2 separate regions of the Ovis aries genome follow, and region 1 is linked to region 2. Evidence: chromatin contacts called from public Hi-C data. All regions are on one chromosome and are shown on one strand. Each heading gives the region's core, a stretch centred on a gene start, on an enhancer-like site or on the middle of the called end of the contact. The rest is flanking DNA. Distances are from core to core; before and after follow the strand shown. Region 1 has its middle 55 kb from the start of H3F3A. Region 2 holds the start of SDE2 (SDE2 telomere maintenance homolog).

What was found. A called contact is a pair of places that touch in the nucleus more often than the background predicts.
Region 1: a Hi-C map of hypothalamus shows a contact between it and region 2, with 3 times the contacts expected there. The contact joins the enhancer-like site here to the promoter of SDE2 in region 2. A contact is called at or near these places in 3 of 16 Hi-C or Micro-C datasets (blood, hypothalamus and liver).

Annotation. Positions count from the first base shown.
Region 1 is chr12:28,421,382-28,424,081 of ARS-UI_Ramb_v3.0, reverse strand. No RefSeq gene overlaps it. Among named protein-coding and RNA genes, the nearest start is that of H3F3A, 55 kb to the right of the region's middle. Within about 2 kb of position 1,436, at least 39 of the 54 cell types and tissues checked have an H3K27ac peak or open chromatin away from gene starts, as enhancers often do. A contact at or near this core is called in hypothalamus and liver, where this site is marked.
Region 2 is chr12:28,306,577-28,309,276 of ARS-UI_Ramb_v3.0, reverse strand. SDE2 (SDE2 telomere maintenance homolog) reads left to right here and starts at 1,394. Exons shown (of 7, transcript XM_004013632.5): 1 at 1,394-1,526. The coding sequence starts at 1,407.

The sequences.
Region 1 (2,700 bases), core at 187-2,686, 110 kb before region 2:
CAGTTCCCTCTGGTGTTTTCCCTCAGTAGCTCCTCCCAGATGTTTTTGTTTTTGTTTTTTTTTAATTTTAGTTTTTTATTTTTTAAATTTTAAAGTCTTTAATTCTTACATGCATTCCCAAACATGAACCCCCCTCCCACCTCCCTCCCCATAACATCTCTCTGGGTCATCCCCATGCACCAGCCCCAAGCATGCTGCATCCTGCGTCAGACATAGACTGGCGATTCAATTCACATGATAGTATACATGTTAGAATGTCATTCTCCCAAATCATCCCACCCTCTCCCTCTCCCTCTGAGTCCAAAAGTCCGTTATACACATCTGTGTCTCTTTCCCTGTCTTGCATACAGGGTCGTCATTGCCATCTTCCTAAATTCCATATATATGTGTTAGTATACTGTATTGGTGTTTTTCTTTCTGGCTTACTTCACTCTGTATAATCGGCTCCAGTTTCATCCATCTCATCAGAACTGATTCAAATGAATTCTTTTTAACGGCTGAGTAATACTCCATTGTGTATATGTACCACAGCTTTCTTCTCCCAGATGTTTAGAGTCGAGCATGTGACTGACAGGCTGCCTTTTCGGGGATGTAAGAGGCTTGGTGAGCTCCCACTTGGGCCTTTCCTGGCCTGACAGGGCCTCACCTGGCTGGGCAGGCCGCCCATGGCCACCACTGCTGAGCACTCCTCAGGGAGGAGCTGGAGAGAGGCTTGGGCTGGGGAAACTTTTGCTGGTGATGAATCCTCTGCGTGTACTGCTGTCGAGTGTCACTTTTACAAGCAGTCAGCTCCAGCCCTCAGTGGGGCCGCTTCCGGGGTGCCCTCACCACCCTCTACCAGCCCTCAGACCCTCTTCAACTTCATCCCCGCTGGGCCCATCTTCTCCAACCCAGACAGAGCCCCGAGCCTCTCTCTTCCAGGTGGCTCCTCACTGCCCTCAAAAGCCCCTGGGCTGCCAGGCTCCAAACAGTCCGCTCAGATCTTTCCTCTGCTCAGCTGGACACCTTCACCTGACACTTTAGACATGTATTTACTGAACCTCTGCCGCGTGCCAGGTTCCAGAGCCCGGAGGCAGACAGGCCCTGGTGGTGGGCTCTCTACTCGTCCCCCAGCTGCCTCTGACTCTTCCGGCAGCAACCACTCCCCACCCCGCGCCCGCCGACTTCCTCACCATCTCCCCCTGCTCCCCACGTCCGTCCTGCTTCAGCCTTGCACTGGAAGGCAAGGCCGGAGCCCTGTGCTCGCGGAACGCTCCCCTCCCCGGTCTGGGCTGCAGCCGCCCCTCAAGTAAGAGCCTGTCTTCTCCGGGCAGCACCCAGGAGCTGGGACCAAATCAAATCCTCAGAAGCAGCAGCGGCAACTCCCTCGCCCCGTTCTGACTTCACAGCCCAGGAAGCGGCGCCTCTTGACTGGGCTCTGCAAATAAAGGGCGACTTCTGAAAAGCAGAGGGTGCCGGGGACTTAGGCAGCACCGCCTCCCTCACAGGGACGGGGGCGGCCTTTTCCCCGCCTCTGCGCCTCGGCCCCCCCGGGGGACTGCCGGGGAGGGGTGCGGTTCCCTCGTCCGCCAGAGGCTCACGCTGGCCCCGGAGACCTGGGTTCGGGTCCGGGCGGTGCCGGGTGACTCAGAGCGTCACCTGCCCGCCCGGAGAAGGTGTTCTCGGCGGCAGAGACGGGCGATCACAGCCGCCTGCTCGTCTCACCCGCGAGGGGCGAGGCCCGGGAGGCGGCGGGCACCGGGCCTGGCGAGGCCGCGGGTGCGGAGGGGCGGGGCTCGCGGCGGACAAAGGGCGGCGGGGGGCTGGCGGGGGTCCCTGCGGGGGCTCCTCCTCGCTCACCGCCACCCCCGCCGCCTCCCCGCCCCGGGGCCCCGCGGGCGCGCCCCTCGGCCGGTGGCCCGAGCGGAGCCGCGCGCCGCCGCGACAATAGGCACCATTTCCGCTCGGCGCGGCTCCCCCTGGCTCCTCCCCGCGGGTCCCGAGCGCGAAGGCGTCTCTCCCGTTTTATAGACCAGGTGTTCCTGTCGACTTCATTGATTTTTTTTACAAAAGTTCAGTTCCATCCAAGAGTGCTTCCTCCTCGGAGAAAAGGGGGCGCGCGGGCGCGAGGCCCGGACACCCTCGCGCGCGGGGGGAATCCCAGGCTGCCGTCGCCCCCGCCCGGCGGCGTAGCGGGGGGAACCCGCGCTCCCGCTCCTTGCCCGCGGCGGCCACCAGAGGGCGCCCGGCGCCGGCCCCCTCGGTCCTCCCGCGCCCCTGCCGCCCAGACCTGGCCGAGCGCGCGACCTGGGCTCGGGCAGGGGGTGCCCCCCGGCTGAGGTCCGCGGAGGCGGGCTACCCTGCTTCGGCGCTGGGCGGCGGGGACCTTCTGCCTGCAGAGCAGCCGGCCTGGGCTGGCGGGGAGGGATCGGGGAGGGGGGTGTGTGCCTTGGGAGACAATCGCGCGGACCCTGTCCCGGCCCGAACCTCCGGAGGCCACCAGTCAGAGAACCGAGCCTGGTCGCTGTGTGACCTCGGGACAGGTATTGACCGTCCTGGGGGTCTCGGTTTTCGGCCTGAGGACGGAGAATGAGCACTGCCCCTCAGCCTGCGGGGCGCGATCCCGAGGCGCCCCAAGCTCACCCGTGGAGGCCCGGCGGTGGAGGTGGGCTTTCCCAGCGCGGCACGAAATGGTACCAACTGCCTCCTTATGTATTTATT
Region 2 (2,700 bases), core at 145-2,644:
TAAATGCAAGAAAGGGATAAAGAAGGAACAATTTCATTTAAACTTGAGGTTTTGGAAGGACTAGATATAATGTTAGTAACAAACAGTGTGGACTTCCTTTGTTAGAAGATGAATACTTGGTGAGACACTGAATCTGGGGTCACCATGTCACCCACTTTGCAAAACACTGGTCTCTAGGCACAGTATTTTTATTATTTTGTGTAATTTTTCTTTATCTCCTGGCATTCCCATGAAGGCCCTTTCTCATTTTTCTTCCTGTGAAAGTGAAACAAAGACAACGGAGTCTATAACTTCAGAGGTCTTGAAATTCTGTTGTTCATACCGCCAGTTAAAATGATTTCTGAATTTTTCGTTGCTTTCCCTTCAGCAGAGTTTCATTTGCTAAAGATCTGAGACGCAGAGAATTCGATTCTGTGGGCTGATACAATCGTGCTTAATAGGTACAGATATCTCCTAAGATATCTCGTGGCTTTTAAATTGTTCAGGATTTTATAAATACCATAACCTCAGCATATTAAAACATTAAGGGATTTCTTCAGATTCCCAGAGCCTTAAAGTTAGACTATGCAAATATGTGCGAGTGTGTTCCCATAGTGCAGAATAAAAGTTATGGCAGGGGTTTTCAGAGCAGCATCACTATAAGCGTCGCTCCTGCCACTGCCTTTCACAAGGGCCCACTTGCTGTGAAATATTTTGAAAACCGAGCTGAAGGGAAGATAACGCAGAGCGCAAACAGGCGGAAATACGAATAAACTGAGCGTGGCTGGCAGAAACAGTGAGGTTGGCAGTTTCCGCAAAGGAAGAGAAGGCTTGGTAAACCTGGGGGAAAAACCCGCCCAGAGCTGTTGTTTAGAAACCTCCCCACCTCCGTTTCCCTTGCCCCTAGAGTGGGGGAGCTCCCCAGAGCCGAGGAAGCAGCCCCCCAAAACCACTTCCGCAACTGCAGCTTCCCTTCTCAAGCCCCCAGGGATTAGCGCCTTCTGAGGCCACGATTCCCTGTGACCCAAAAATAACTACACAGATAGGAGAGAAAGGTCCAAAGATTGAGGCACAAGGAAGTACTCAGTTACCTCCTTATCGCTTATAGCCAGAACGCTGGAAACCTAACCCCGCGCCAGCCTTTTATAGAGAGTCCCTTGAGCCCCGCCCTAGCAACTTCTCTTAGCAACGCCTCGCCCCGGTGCGCTGCCTTCTTATCGGCCTCTGCCAGGCCCTTCCTGTTCCCCTCCCCCAGTCAGCTTTGCTCGGCTGCTTCAGGTCACGTGACTGTCCCGAGGGGAGGGGCGGGGCGGGCAAACGCGTGAGGGGCGGGGCGCTGCGTGAACGAGCTTACGTCATCAAGATACGCCGGGTGGGTGGTGCTTCTTAGCCCTCCTGGGAGTGTCGAGGTTCCGCGACTGGGTGAGATGGCGGAGACGGCGGCGCTGGTGTGGCTTCGGGGCCCTGGCTTCGGGTGCAAGGCGGTGTGGTGTAGTTCGGCCCCGTGCTCCGTACGAGATTTTATCTGTCGACACTGCAAAGATCAGGTGAGGTTTGTGGTTCCTGGAAAGAAGAGGACAGAGGAGGTCAGGGGCAGGAATAGGTGCGGTGAGGGTGTGTCGGGGGGGGGGTGTCTATTTTGGGGGTTTTTCAGTTTTTGAGGCTGAGGGTTCCTCAGTTTCAGACTGATAATGAGGGCTTCCGTCGCTTTTGTTTTGTGATGGTTTTGTCCCAGAGAAGGGAGAAAAACCCTTCTGCTCACAGGCGCTATAGTCCGGCCCTCAGTCTGGACTAACAGACCCTTTGGTATTATTCTCTTCATCCGTAAAGGAGGCATTTGGCCCAGATGATTTTTAAGGCTCACTTCCTTACGTTCACTCTACGGTTATGTGACGTGCATTTTTGTCCATTGATAACACAGCCGTTAGCTCCATCCTAGAGAAGTATGTCATATCCAAAGGATGATTGGGAACGAAGTGGATCCTTCTGGTCACTGGTCGTGGCCAAGCACTCACATAGGCCCTGTCGAGAGCATGATCTTAGGGCCTGTCATTTAGACGATTTCATTAATCATACTATGCTCTTATTTGTCCAGGCGTATTTTTCAAAAACTTATAAAGTTACACATGTGTAGTTTACTTAATTATGACGTAAGCAGGCTTTTACCAACTATAAGATATTAAACCTGTTATGTTATATAAAGAATTAGATGCTCTCCTTGAATCTAATTTTAATTTTGACATTTGACCTCTTACTCTATTTTTCTTTATAAGCACACCTCCTCCGTGTTTCCCTAGACTTTCTCTGGTTGTAATTTATGAGCTTAACACATGTTAACACTGCAGTCTAAACCACATCTTTACTTGGACTGGTTCCATGAAGAAGCAGTGTCTATTTGCCAGTCGTGTAGTTTTTCAGTTTCCTGTTTTCTTCCTATACATCAGTCCAGTTTAACTGCTGTCAGAACAGACAGTTTCCATCAGTTTGCCATCTGAATGGGGAAATCTTTTCCAAAATAGGTGGATTTTAATATCTTTGAAAATAACTCTTATCTCATGAGTAAAATTTTCAAACTCATTGACAGTTCATCCAAAGTGGGACCAGAAAAATTTAGACCTTAATTATGAGGAGTCTTGGAAAAAATTTAAAATAAGAAGTAAGAAATATGAATGAATGAATTCAGTCATATACTTAAGAAACATGGCCATAATAAGGATGAAC